Regions from separate parts of the Macaca mulatta genome. Here all the other regions are linked to region 1. A link is a contact called in public Hi-C data. All regions are on one chromosome and are shown on one strand. The core of a region is the stretch at or near the end of the contact, and the rest is flanking DNA. Distances in the headings are between cores, read along the strand shown.

The links. Hi-C and Micro-C count contacts between places; a contact is called where the count stands out from the background.
Region 2: a Hi-C map of fetal cortex germinal zone shows a contact between it and region 1, with 9 times the contacts expected there. The contact joins the promoter of LOC144333799 here to the promoter of HECTD3 in region 1. A contact is called at or near these places in 9 of 14 Hi-C or Micro-C datasets (CD4 T cells, blood, cortical neurons and 6 more).
Region 3: a contact with region 1 is called in a Hi-C map of fetal cortex germinal zone, with 6 times the contacts expected there. The contact joins the promoter of CCDC163 here to the promoter of HECTD3 in region 1. A contact is called at or near these places in 7 of 14 Hi-C or Micro-C datasets (CD4 T cells, blood, cortical neurons and 4 more).

Annotation. Positions count from the first base shown.
Region 1 is chr1:195,614,083-195,618,705 of T2T-MMU8v2.0, reverse strand. It overlaps HECTD3 (HECT domain E3 ubiquitin protein ligase 3), which reads right to left and starts at 1,997. Exons shown (of 21, transcript NM_001257654.1): 1 at 1,547-1,997; 2 at 1,204-1,364; 3 at 850-942; 4 at 635-770; 5 at 217-332; 6 at 18-131. The coding sequence starts at 1,915. It overlaps UROD (uroporphyrinogen decarboxylase), which reads left to right and starts at 3,280. Exons shown (of 9, transcript XM_077959671.1): 1 at 3,280-3,319; 2 at 3,936-4,048; 3 at 4,165-4,244; 4 at 4,621-4,623. The coding sequence starts at 3,300.
Region 2 is chr1:195,325,419-195,329,917 of T2T-MMU8v2.0, reverse strand. It overlaps LOC144333799, which reads right to left and starts at 3,014. Exons shown (of 2, transcript XM_077959778.1): 1 at 2,541-3,014. The coding sequence starts at 2,919.
Region 3 is chr1:195,111,365-195,116,208 of T2T-MMU8v2.0, reverse strand. It overlaps CCDC163 (CCDC163 homolog), which reads right to left and starts at 1,789. Exons shown (of 4, transcript XM_077959763.1): 1 at 1,448-1,789; 2 at 976-1,009. The coding sequence starts at 1,666. MMACHC (metabolism of cobalamin associated C) reads left to right here and starts at 1,779. Exons shown (of 4, transcript NM_001266340.1): 1 at 1,779-1,979. The coding sequence starts at 1,899. It overlaps PRDX1 (peroxiredoxin 1), which reads right to left. Exons shown (of 7, transcript NM_001260933.1): 7 at 3,484-3,513.

The sequences.
Region 1 (4,623 bases), core at 748-3,247:
CAGGCCAGTGTGCTCACTCGTCAATGCTCACGTCACTCAGCTTCTTCAGGTTGTCCCCTTCGCCCCCATAGACCACCACCCGCTTTGGCATAAAGTTGTCATCTGTGGTATCTACTGTAAGTAGCAGCTTCCTGAAAGGTCAGAGTGTGAACATGAGTCTTTGTGAACCCACAGGAATGTGGCTCACCCATCCTGTCCTGCCCAGAGCCTACTTACTTGACAATGGTGCCCTTCTTCATGGTAAGCCGTACCCAGTGCTGGCACTGGGACCCATCGCTCTCCCAGTAGGTATCGGCATTGCTGTCTGTCAGGCAGGATACATTGAACTCCTCCTGGGGAGGGGCAGAGAGGTGGAGTCAGTAGTTACCCTCCCTCGCTGAGCTGGGCTTGTGCTCTGGACCAGGAGGACCAGAGAGAAAGCAGAGTGAAGCTGGGCTAACAGGCAACTGGTATGGGATAGGGGGCCGCTGGGTATGTAGGGGTTCCTACAGACTTCCAAGATAGGGAGCTGAAGTGAGTGTGGCCCGTGGGGACCCTGTTTTGGTCCTGGCCTGGAGGTGGGGGTTCTTTCTGGATCTAGCCTTGAGGGGTGTGACTATATCTTGCCTGGGGTGGGAGGAGCCCCAGCACCCACCGTGTAGGAGGAAACGTCTATGCTCTCCACATACTGCTTCACGCTACCCAGGTTCTCATCCTCCTTGCCCAGGTGGTCATACAAGAAGTGGATCAGGTCCTCGTCGCACTCGTAGGTCCATGTCGGGGGTACATAGCTAAGCAACCCCAAGCCCCTAATTAGACTGGGCCCAGACGCAGAGCTCCTTCCTCCCCACCCCATTCCAGCTCACTCACAGTAGCCTTTGTACAGCTTCTGCGTATGCCTCTGCTGGCTGAGGTCTCGATCCCAGGCGATGTGAGTATGTCAGGTCCACCACCTGTTCCCACCTGTGGGCACAGAGTAGGGAGTGGGAAAGGGAGACATCAGCGGGCAGCAGGACACTACCTCCATGCCGTGTAGCCTTCTCCTGGGCTCTATCTCCCGGTCTCCAGACGCCCCACCCGAGCCCCCTTCATGTCCCGCCCCTTCCTGTTCTTAACCCTGCCTCCACTCCAGTATCCCACCCACCCCAGGGTGCGGCTGAAGTGTTCCCAAGCCGTCCTGGCCTGGCCTTCGGACAGCAAGCCCCGCTCCTTCAAGTGCAGGACCTGAGCACCGGCCGATAATCCACGCCAAAGAGCTGCTGCTGCCGCTGGAGGTGGTTGGGAGTGTCGATGGGTACCAGGCGGGCTCCGCCCTCCGCCGGGCGGCACACCAGCAGCCAGCCTTCCTGCAGCCCGCAGTCGCCCAGGTGCTCTGCCAGCTGCTCCTGCCGGGACGCGCCGGATGGGGACAGCCGTCAGGGAACTGCCCAGCCGCCTGTCCTACCCAGCCCAGGGCAAAGGGCACCGAACGCAATGCCAACTCAATACAGGGGAGGAAAGGGAAACAGCCAGAGGTTTCTCTGGCCCCGGGGGTCTTTTACCTGGTCCTGGGTGGGGAAGAGCTCACCTTTGTCAGCTTCACCCAGAGCCCGTGGCCGTTGCACAGCTCCTCGCCCGTGGTGCGCACGCAGGCGCCGCGCCGGAGCTCGATGCTGTCGCGGGCGGCGCGGAGGGGCCCGGAGCCGGTTCCGGGGGCTGGGCCTGCGGCGCCCACACGCAACCCCAGGCCCTCTGCCTCCCACACGGGCAGGAGCACGCGCGACGGTCCTGCCGGGTCCTTGTAAAGCTTGTAGAGCACCTCTTGCGGCACGAAAGCCAGCGCTGCCGGCAGCGGCCGCCCAGCGCGGAGGCTCCGCGCTGCCTCCGCCAAGAAGCGCACGCGGCCCAGCAGCTGCCGCGGGGACTCCAGCACCGCGCCCGGGCCAGGACCCGCCATGGCTAAGTGGCGGAGGTGAGCGCCTAAGGGCGATCCTACCCGGTGAACAGCTGGCGCGACCGCGGACGGAGCTTCCCACCACGCCCTGCCCCGCCTTTGGCCAGCCTTCGCCGTATGTTCTGGACTAAGCGCACCCAGCGCTCACCGTATTGCACTGTGTACTCCTACACCCAATCATATTACCTACCTCTGTGCCACCCTAACCCAGCCGACCAAACCCAAGATTGGTGATTTCTACCTGATCAATCTCCTTCTCTCCATTTCCTTGCTACTACCATTTTATCTCTACTGCTACTACCCTCATTCAATAACCGTTCTATCTGGCCTGGATCATTGCCAACATTTTTCTGGTTCTTCGGCCTGCTCTTTTTCCTCCCACTCCCAACGAATTTGCTGGACTCCCTATCCTTTTTTTTTTTTTTTTTTTTTTTTTTTTTGAGACGGAGTCTTGCTCTGTCGCCCAGGCTGGAGTGCAGTGGCCTGATCTCGGCTCACTACAAGCTCCGCCTCCCGGGTTCACGCCATTCTCCTGCCTCAGCCTCCCGAGTAGCTGGGACTACAGGCGCCCGCCACCTCGCCCGGCTAGTTTTTTGTATTTTTTAGTAGAGACGGGGTTTCACTGTGTTAGCCAGGATGGTCTCGATCTCCCGACCTCATGATCCGCCCGTCTCGGCCTCCCAAAGTGCTGGGATTACAGGCTTGAGCCACCGCGCCCGGCCGACTCCCTATCCTATAGGTGGTGTGACTAAAATGTTTGAGACAATGGCTCCTTCCCCTGCCACTGACAGGAGTCTTGAGTCATTCGGGTTCTGTTTGTCACTCCTAATCCCAAGGACACTGGTAATCGTTATTCATTTTAATGTGATTACTGATTTCTGTTTTCCCAGTCTTATAGCTTCTTAAAGACCGGGGCTGTCTTGAGCAGAGCTAACCTCTACACCTACTGTAGGTCCAGGCTCTTAGTAGGTAATGTAAGTATATGACGATTTCAGTTTCCTGAGCAGCCTGGTTCCATCATCCTCAGTATGCCTGGCTGAATAAGACTATTAGAATCATGAGTGGGACTTGAGCCAAGCCTCCGGATACCCAGACCGTCAGATGAGAACAAATTCCTCATGTCACCGTAACATACAGTTACAGCGGAGTTCTCTTTTCAGCGTTTGTTGTTGCGTCGCTACAGCGGACTTTACGGTGAAAAAAGGTAGGGGTCCTACGGGCAGCAGCCAGGGCAGCCCTGGAGCTGTCGCGGGAGTCTGATCATGTGATCTTCAACATGGCGACGCCCTTGATTCCCTACAGAAAGGGGCGGAGCCTGGACGGGGTGGGGGCAGGCTCACATTCAGGTTAACTTGCGAATTGAGCTCGCAGTTACAGACAGCTGACCATGGAAGCGAACGGGTTGGGGTGAGTTCTCCAGAGCACGCGGTGTGGCTAGTTGAGCTTCTGAGTCTTCCAACTCAGGACTCTATCCCTGTACTCCCCTTTCCCCACCTTGGAGATCTCTCAACCTGGACTCTGTTAGCTGGGATCCTGAATCCTAAAACCATGGATTTTTGAGACGTTCATCCCAGGGGCCTTAATTCAAGGGATGCCTCAGGATTTCCAACCAGGATCTCTATTCTGGGACCATCAACTCTCATCCCTCTTTATCCCCCAGCCTGGGGATCTCTCAGCCTCTGAACCAGCCCAGTGACATTCCCGTTTCTGAGACTCCGTAGTCCGAAGACCCCCAAACTATCCTTCCTGGGCCTTATTTCCTCCCCCTAGTCCCTCTAGTTGCTTCGAGCTTGGGAGAGTAGGGACTAAGTGGAGGGAAGAGGCCCCAGGGCGGGCCCTTCTAGAGTTTGTGCACCACCTGATAGGCAGAGAGGCGGCGGAACGGGCGGAAAGCCAGGGTTTGGGAGCTGGCCTGGAGGAGGTAGATAGCGGTCCTCGACTAAATCAGCCTTATGAATCCGCACTTTACCCAACCTCCAGCCTAGCATACTGACACCTACCCCTACCCCCACCTGATTACCAGACCTCAGGGTTTTCCGGAGCTGAAGAATGACACATTCCTGCGAGCAGCCTGGGGAGAGGAAACAGACTACACTCCCGTTTGGTGCATGCGCCAGGCAGGCCGTTACTTACCAGGTAAGAGTCAGGCCCTGGAAATCTAGATAAAACTCCGGAAGGCGAAAAGTTTTCAAGGGGCAGGGGAGGGCTCTGGAGGGCCTCAAGGCTAAGCCCCGTCTTCCCTCTGTATGCAGAGTTTAGGGAAACCCGGGCTGCCCAGGACTTTTTCAGCACTTGTCGCTCTCCTGAGGCCTGCTGTGAACTGACTCTGCAGGTGAGGGGTGCACAAAAGAGGGAAAGATTTATGCCTTCAGTCTGCCACCTAGCAACCCGTCTCCTGTTTCCTACAGCCACTGCGTCGCTTCCCTCTGGATGCTGCCATCATTTTCTCCGACATCCTTGTTGTACCCCAGGTACCTACTCAAATCTGATCCTGGAATATAATCCAAGGACCCCTTGAAAATCCTTCTATCAGTCCAGTCAAGGTTTACAATAAGCACTTATCCTAACTGGATCGAGGGAAAAACTAAGGTTGAAAGAGATGGAGTTTGGCAGTTTTATTCTCCTTTTCCTTCCTTCTGGAATGAGCTGAACAGAACCTTTCCTCCTGGATTCCATTTTGGGAACCCAGATGTTTTCTCCCCCTCCAGGCA
Region 2 (4,499 bases), core at 1,765-4,264, 290 kb after region 1:
TACGGTAGCTTACACCTATAATCCCAGCACTTTGGGAGGCTGAGGCGGGTGGATCACAAGGTCAGGAGATCGAGACCATCCTGGCTAACACCATGAAACTCCGTCTCTACTAAAAATACAAAAAATCAGCTGGGCGTGGTGGTGGGCGCCTGTAGTCCCAGCTACTCAGGAGGCTGAGGCAAGAGAATGGCGTGAACCCGGGAGGTGGAGCTTGCAGTGAGCCAAGATCACGCCACTGCACTCCAGCCTGGGCAACAGAGCGAGACTCCATCTCAAAAAGAAAAAAAAAAAAAAAGAAAGAATGGAAAATTAGCAAGGCATGGTGGTGTGTGACTGTGGTCCTAGCTTCTCGGGAGGCTAAGGCAGGAGGATCACTTACAGCCGGAGAGGCTGAGGTTGCAGTGAGGCATGATTGCACCACTGCACTCCAGTCTGGGCAAAAGAGCAAGAACCTGCCTCAAAAGAAAAAAAAAGGGAAAGAGATTATGGAAATAGAATGGACAGGGCCATGGTGGATTGACGAATAGGGAGGTTCAAAAATGACCTGTAGGTTTCTGGCTAGGAGAGCAGTGGAACAGCTACTGAGATGGGAGCACGAGAAGGGGGAGGATAATGGTGGGTATGATTGATTTGAGGTCCCTGTGGGACATTCAACTCAAGATGACAAATAAGCAGTTGAATAAAGGTTAGCAAGGGAGACTTCACTGTGTGGACCAACTGCATATAGATGGTAACCAAAGCCCTGAGCAGCACTAACATTTCAGTGGGCAGAGGAAACACAACATGGTTAGAGGAAAACCAGGCAAGTGTTCCTCCTCTGGCACAAGAATGTTTCAAAAAGGAGAGAATGGTCAACTGTATAAAGTCTTTTTGAGAAGCAGTGAAATGAGATCTGAAGATTGTCCATAGGACAACATGAAGATCATTGATGACCTTAGAGCCTTTGAAGGTGGAGTGATAGAGAGAAGCCAAATTAGAATGAGTTGTGGAGTGAGTAGGAGGTAAGGCGGTGGAGAAAGTGAGTGCAGACAATTTGAATAAATGTAGCTAAACAAGTCACCAACAGGAGGGTAAATAGGTAAAATCATAAATTAAACACACACATAGCTTTTACCCCAACAATTCTGCTTCCAAGAAATCAGCCTGCAAACATACTCCACATGTGCACAAAGACCCACAGAAAGGATGTTTACTACACCATTTTATAAACAGCTACAATGTTCATCAATAGAGGGCTGGTTAAATTAATATAACACATCCACATAACAGGGTATTATGTGGCCATTAAAAATATCATGGTAGGCTGGGCACAGTGGCTGACACCTGTAATCCCAGCACTTTGGGAGGCCGAGGCAGGCGATCACCTGAGGTCAAGTGTTCGAGAACAGCATGGCCAACATGGCGAAACTCCATCTCTACTAAAAATACAAAAATTAGCCCAGCGTGGTGACGAGTGCCTGTAATCCCAGCTATTCGGGAGGCTGAGCCAGGAGAATCACTTGAACCCCGGAGGCGGAGGTTGCAATGAGCCGAGATCGTGTCACTGCCTGGGCACAGAGTGAGACTTCTGTTTCAGAAAAAAAAAAAAAAAATTCATGGTAGGGCTGGGCACAGTGGCTCAGCCTGTAATCTCAGCACTTTGGGAGGCCAGGGGGGGCAGATCACCTGAGGTCAGGAGTTCCAGACCAGCCTGGCCAACATGGCAGAAACCCCCATCTCCACTAAAAATACAAAAATTAGCCCAGCGTGGTGGCGCACGCCTGTAATCCCAGCTACTTGAGTGGCTGAGACATGAGAATCGTTCGAACCCAGTGGTGTGCCATTGCACTCCAGTCTGGGCAACAGAGCCAGACTCCATTAAAAAAAAAAAAAAAGTACATATGGTAAATATTATGTGTATTTTACCAAAACAATTTTTTATTTTTAAGGCAGTCTTGCCCTGTCGCCCCGTCTGAAGTGCAGTAGTGCGATCACAGCTCACTGCAGCCTTAACCTCCCCCAGCTCAGGAGATCCTCCCACCTCAGCCTCCCGAGTAGCTGGGACCACAGGCCTGCGCCACCACGCCCGGCTAATTTTTGTATTTTTGTAAAGACCATGTTGGCCAGGCGGGTCTCGAACTCGTGATCTCAAGTGATCCGCCCGCCTCAGTCTCCCAAAGCGCTGGGATTACAGGCGTCAGCCACCGTACCTAGCCGAAAAAGAATTTTTTAAAGTCACCATCTCTGCGAGGTTTTTCTGGGCCATCCCCAGGTAAAATGTCAAGCCCTCCACAAGCCGGAAGAGAGTCGGAGTCCTGTGGGGGAGGCAGGGGCGTGTCCAGAAAGGCGGGAGCTTCCGAGCCGCCTCCACGGGAAGGGAAAGGGGCGGGAGCTTGGAGGGGGCGGGTCCAGAACGGCTGGAGCTTCCGGGGCCGCCGCCTCTGGAAGGAAAAGGGGAGGGAGCCTAGAGGGGGCGGGACCAGGAAGGAGAGGGCTTGGGTTTTTGGGGTGTCAGCCTGCTCCTGCTGGGATAGGCAAGAGAGGGAAGGGCCGAGGCTTACGGTTTCGGAGTGAGGGGAGCTGCTCGGCAAGCCGCCGCGCCTGGGTTAAGAGCAGTAGGAGGAACGTGGCTTCACGACTTCGGCTCCTCGGCCATCCACAGCCGGGCCTCCGCCTCTGCTGACCTGGCTGCTGTAGAAGGCAGAAGAGGCCTGAAGCCTGCAGCAGCACCCTGCCCCGCGGCCCCGCGCGCCCTCCAGTGGCGTCATCCCGTTCGCTTTGGTCTCGACTGGCGCGCCTATCCTCCGCAGCAGCACCCCTTGGGAGGGCAATCGCGGCCAGGCTCCGAGGACCCATCTTGTGAAAGTTCCCCGTGGTCCTGACTTTAAGGGAAAAGGGGTCGTACGTGGGCCACGGCCGGAAGGGAGACCCAACATCCATGATGACGTCTGCCCGCCAGCCTCCCTCTTCAGAGCCCAGTCTGTGCCTTGCATCAAAGTCAAGCACAGGGCTCTTGTAGGGCACCGAGCCCCAGCCAAATCACCCTTTTCTTTCAGATAGCCCCCACTTACGCCCAGAAACCTTACTCCCTCCCTCTGGAGCAGGTGGGAAGTGAAAGGCCGGGGGGCCTGTTTCTGCTCCCTCTGTCTGTACCTGTGGCCCTTGAGTGAAAGCCCCAGCCATTGTACCAAAGACCTGAAGGTTCCAGGATTGCTCACTTGGGACCCTGACTATGAAGGGTCAAGATAGTCCATTCTGCCCCAGCACTCAGAACCTTATTACCAAGGCCCCTGCCCCAGGAATCCACCATCAAAACCAGGGCCCTGCCAGTGCCTTCCCAGTGTTCAGGCCTAGGGAAGAGCAGCCCCATTATGCCTGTTATTCCTGATCCTTCTGCAGTCTCTCTCTTTGTGACCCCATGGCCTTTGCTGCTATGGCTGCCCTGGCTCCACAGAGTGCCAGGTCAGAGACACCCTGGCCTACATAGGTTCACAGGCTAAAACCTGGGCTTCCTGCCAGGCTGCAACTCCCAGCTGCACACCGCAACCTGAGAAATCTCAGCACAGTCTAAGAAGTAGTAATGGGGTCGCTTCCGACTCGCTGGGGAAGGGAGATGAGGGCCTCTAGCTCTCCATGCCCAGTCTCTCATCATCAAAGTCATTTAAGGCCCCAGCGACCCCAGGGTTCAGCAGCATTCTGTTCATCATGAGCAGAGGGGTGACTGAATAGAATGGGAGGCAGGTGTGGCCTGAGCAGTTCCCAACTTGAATTTTCCCTTGAGCTTAGTGATTTGGGGCGGGGTTGGGGGGGCAGTTTGAGATATTTTCCCTTCACTTGTGGGAAATCTTCAGCCCCACAAATCGCTAAGCTGAAAGGAAAAGTCAAGCTGGGAACTACTCAGGGCAAACCTGCCTCCCATTTGATTCAAAGTCACTCCTCTGCTCACTGAGATAGACACATACCTGATTGCCTCCTTTGGAGAGGCTTATCAGAAAATAAAATAATGCAACCATTTGTCTCTCACTTACCTGCAACCTGGAAGCCCCCTCCCCGGTTGGAGTTGTCCCCGCCTTTCTGGACGGAACCAACGTACCTCTTACGTATGTTGATTAATGTCTCATGTCTCCCTAAAATGTATGAAAACAAACTGTGCCCCGACCGCCTTGGGCACATGGCGTTGGGACTCCCTGAGGCTGTGTCACAGGCACGCATCCTCAACCTTGGCAAAATAAAGTTTCTGAGTTAACTGAGACCTGTCTCAAATTTTCAGAGCTCACATTTTGGTAACCGTTGAGGGATTCTGAGTGGAGATGCCCCTGACTTTTGACAAATCTGTCAGTGCTTGGTACCAGCAGGAGCTAACTTTATGCCAAACCAATAAGACAATTTACTGAGGTCTGAGAGTACCCCCTCCAGAGAATCCCTGATCTCCCAAAATTTGGTCAAGAGCTAAAGTTTATTTTGCTGTACAGCTCCTCTTTTTCTAGAGTTTTACTTGCTTGCAACACAAGGAAGGCAGC
Region 3 (4,844 bases), core at 540-3,039, 500 kb after region 1:
ATCCAGAGTAAGAAGGCCACCAGCCTCCCAGAATGCCAAAAGTTCAAAGGCCTCAAGAAGGCAAGGTTTTGCCTATCACTTACTCAGTCTGCAGCTCCTGAGGAAGGCCATTGGTAGTACTGCATTCTCCTGGTCCTGTTTGCATCTGGGCTTGGGCTTTCTCCCACACCTGGCTCCGAAGGCCCTGCAGTTACCTTCTCAGCTCCTCCCGGCATTGCTCCAGGAGAAGAGCCCTCCCCTTTGGGGCCCCCTGCAGCAACCTTAGTGATGCTGTAGTGGGACAAGTTAGGGATCATCCTCTCTAAGAGTTTCACAAGACCCTAGATACTCTACTTGCAAAACAAGACACATGTGCACACACAACAGGTGTGTGGCAAAATTGTGTGCATACGTATGAAGCTGTGTGTATGAAGAAAATAACTGGCCAGATACATTCCAAGATACTGAGCTGGTACTTCTGCTGCTCTCACTCTTCTAGCAGGCCCTGCACTGCCTGCCTTAGGGCCTCAGTCACCTACCCAGGCAGAAAAAAACATATGAGCTACTGTATAACAGCTTTTCCCAATCCCTAATATCCTCATCTCACACAAACATCACATATACACACCAAGGATTCCAAGCCTCATCTGAGCCTGAGATTGAAGCTAGGATCAGAGAATAGTAACCTCATCCCAGAGAGAGGATGGGCTCTAGGACTCAGGGCAGCTCAGTCTTTGTAGGACTGTGGGAGTCTCTAAAGCCCAAGGCTGTTGAGCTTGGACTCCTGACTGCAGAGGCAAGTGATGAGAGGAAATCCAGGTCCCAGCCAGGTCCCCAGCTGAGGGAATAAGGAAGGGTTAAGTGCAGGGTCTGTGTGGGGAAACAGAGTTAAGGAAAGGACAGAGTTGGAATTTGGAAGGAGTAATGGATGATACAGGCCCTGGAGGAAGGCACAGAAAGAGAAAGGGCTTGGAAGTAGAAAGAGACATTATTTACCTGAGTTGGAGACCCCAAGAGGATACAGCCACTGCTACAAAAGAAACAGTTGCACAGGTCAATGAGCTCTGAGAGTCCCTTAGCGTGCCCACGCAAACTGGGGACTTCCACCAACCCCTCACCTTAATCCGGGCCACATTTCCATCAGTAGTGTTGAGAAGCACATCCAGCTGCTCAAACCAGCTGAGGCTCCTACTCATATCCTGTGGCAGGGGAGCGGCAGGGGTCTGGCTCCCTGGTGCCTTGTGCTTACTCTCTCAGCGGGGGATACCCAAGGTACAGCCCAGGAAAGGCCACCACGTTAGATGGAAAGAGGGTAGTGGGGATGCAACTTGGAGTAGGGGGATGCACTATCAGACCAAAACTGCGATCGTGGGACTAGGGAAAGGAAGGACGCTCTTGGGGAACTGGGGGGAAAGCGGGATACCCTGATGATACGCAGATATCAGGTGGGGGTTGAAGGTGCCAGAACCTGGTCGAGACCTCCCCAGAAGCAGTACACTGGCGCCGCCACGCCAAACCTGTGCCAGTGACAACTGCCGCCGCCGGGTTCAAAACTTCGGGTTGGTTTTGAAAGTCCGACTTTGGACTGGCTGCCGCTGCGCCACCTGGGAAACTGAGTTCGCCTCTCGCAAACACAACCGGCGATGGAGGCGGCGGAACTACCTTTCCCTGGAAGAGACACGTACATGCACACCCCCACCGTGTAGCTTGCCGGGAAACTGAGTCTTCCTGATTCCGTGTAGCTGTCTCCAGGGATCGAACAAACTACGCATCCCAAGATGCATCGCGCATAGCCAATACTGTCCCGCTATTTTACCCGTTTCCTACCTGGGAAATGGAGTCGAAGTTGACTCAAAACGTAACGGCCCAATTGTCCTTGAGACTTCATTCCCCGGCAAGCTCAGCGTGTAACGAGCGCTATGGAGCCGAAAGTCGCAGAGCTGAAGCAGAAGATCGAGGACATGCTATGTCCTTTTGGCTTCGAGGTTTACCCCTTCCAGGTTAGTTTATCCCTCCTGCTGCTCTAGGGCGAGATCTATGATTGGCTTCGTTGCAACTGGCGTGAGGCCTCAGGAGCCTCTGCTCCTCCTGTGTTCCTGCAGCCCAATGTCCATGTGACAACAGGGACAGGGTTTCAGTGGGGGCTTGGGTTAAAAAGATAGTGGTCGAGGCCGGGCGTGGTGGCTCACACCTGTAATCCCAGCACTTTGGGAAGCAGAGGCAGGCGGATCACCTGAGGTGAGGAGTTCGAGACCAGTCTGGCCAACATGGTGAAACCCCATCTCTGCTAAAAATACAAAATTAGCCGGGCATATTGGTGCATGCCTGTAATCCCAGCTACTGGGGAGGCCGAGGCAGGAAAATCGCTGTAACCCCTGAGGCGGAGGTTGCAGTGAGCCGAGATTGCGCCATTGCACTCCAGCCTGAGCAACCAGCGAAACTCATCTCAAAAAAAAAAAAAAAAAAAAAGTTGTCCCATGTTTGTCCTTTTACCCCCATATAGTATAATGCCGGATTGGTTAACAGGAGACACCATATGACCTGTAACGTGTGTGGCTCAGATTGTCACCTATATAATTTACAAGAAGAAAGGGACCTGTGAGGCAGAGTCACCTTGGAACTTCCTAAAGGATTTAGGAGAGGTCAAAGCCCAGAAGGTTTGCATAGCTATGATTTAGGTCAGCTGAAGAGGGACGGCATTCCTGATAATGAACAGGCAAACAATTGGCTGGTTTGTTCCCTCTACCAACAGAAGGATAATTCATGATATTTCCAGTCATCAGTGCTGGACTGGGTAATGAAACTTTGTACACTCGCCTGGCACAGCAATCTCAGCACCGCACCCCGACCCCCATTTACACAGTTATATTTCCCAACATCAGTGCCCTGTGCACTGAGCAGTTAAGTTACAAAGCTAAATCAACTCAGCTTGAGCCCTCTGCCTGATGCTTAAGAGACTACCCACTTCCCATTCCTTCCACCGAGTGGCTCACAGCAGACCTGGGAGAGGATATAGAGGGAGAAGTAGGTTGGGTCTAGCTTGAGACTGGTCTTGCCAGAAAAAATGGAATTAAGCTATATATGAAAAGATAGATTGGAAGGAAGGAGGGTTATGTACATCCCAAATATCAGAAAAAGATTGAGTAAAAGTGTGGAGATAGCCGGGCGCGGTGGCTCAAGCCTGTAATCCCAGCACTTTGGGAGGCCGAGACGGGCGGATCACAAGGCCAGGAGATCGAGACCATCCTGGCTAACACGGCGAAACCCCGTCTCTACTAAAAAAAAACACAAGGCCGGGCGCGGTGGCTCAAGCCTGTAATCCCAGCACTTTGGGAGGCCGAGACAGGCGGATCACGAGGTCAGGAGTTCGAGACCATCCTGGCTAACACGGTGAAACCCCGTCTCTACTAAAAAATACGAAAAACTAGCCGGGCGAGGTGGCGGGCGCCTGTAGTCCCGGCTACTCGGGAGGCTGAGGCAGGAGAATGGCGTAAAAACCCGGGAGGCGGAGCTTGCAGTGAGCTGAGATCCGGCCACTGCACTCCAGCCTGGGCGACACAGGGAGACTCCGTCAAAAAAAAAAAAAAAACCACAAAAAATTAGCCGGGCGAGGTGGCGGCGCCTGTGGTCCCAGCTACTCGGGAGGCTGAGGCAGGAGAATGGCAGGAACCCGGGAGGCGGAGCTTGCAGTGAGCTGAGATCTGGCCACTGCACTCCAGCCTGGGCGACAGAGCGAGACTCCGTCTCAAAAAAAAAAAAAAAAAGTGTGGAGATAGTGGTGTGGTGTTACCAAGTAAAAGGGCTTGATGCCTGATGTGCTAGAAGCCAATATTATGACACTGGGTTTTTGAGAAAACAAAAGCTATTTGTTGCAGATCAACCTTTAACTCTTTGAGACACTGTTTCAGTGGATGGCAGGTATGTGGAAGAGTGAAAATACCTATCTGGCAAATTGAGTAGACCTGGGTATTAGGAGTTTTTGTACTGAACAAAGCCAACTGCAGCCCTGCCAGTCACCCTAGGCTCCTACCTCTCACCTCTCTACCCCCACATCCTATAAGACTGTCTACAAGGCCGGGCGCGGTGGCTCAAGCCTGTAATCCCAGCACTTTGGGAGGCCGAGGCGGGCGGATCACAAGGTCAGGAGATCGAGACCACAGTGAAACCCCGTCTCTACTAAAAATACAAAAAATTAGCCGGGCGCGGTGGCGGGCGCCTGTAGTCCTAGCTACTCAGGAGGCTGAGGCAGGAGAATGGCGTGAACCCAGGAGGCAGAGCTTGCAGTGAGCCGAGATCGCGTCACTGCACTCCAGCCTGGGCGACAGAGTGAGACTCCGTCTCAAAAAAAAAAAACAAAAAAACAAAAAAACAAAAAAACAAAAAAACAAAAAAAAAAAAAAAAAAAAGACTGTCTACTGAATCTCCCAAGTCCATTCCCTTCTATTCCACCCGTCTATGCTGTGGTTCAGGCCACCATTTCTCACTTGGATTACTGTAATAACCTCCTTGCTGTCATTTTACCTCCAGTCCATCCTCCACACTGCAGCCAGTTTGATCTAAAACTGATCATGCTAGTTTACTTCTTAAATCATCAGTGACTCTTCACTGTCACCAAATTAAATTCATATTCTTTAAATTGGTATTCAAAGCCAATCAAAATCTCACTCCTATTGATCTCTCCAGCCTTCTCTCCCTCTGATTCCCTCTACGGACCCTTCACTTCCACCAAACTAGACAATTTTCAAATATGCCCAGGAATTTTCTGCCAGTGTGTTTGCTTATGCTGTGACTTCTGTTTATTTTATTCTTTATTTATTTAGAGACAAAGTCTCACTCTGTCCTCCAGGCTGGAGTGCAGTGGTGCA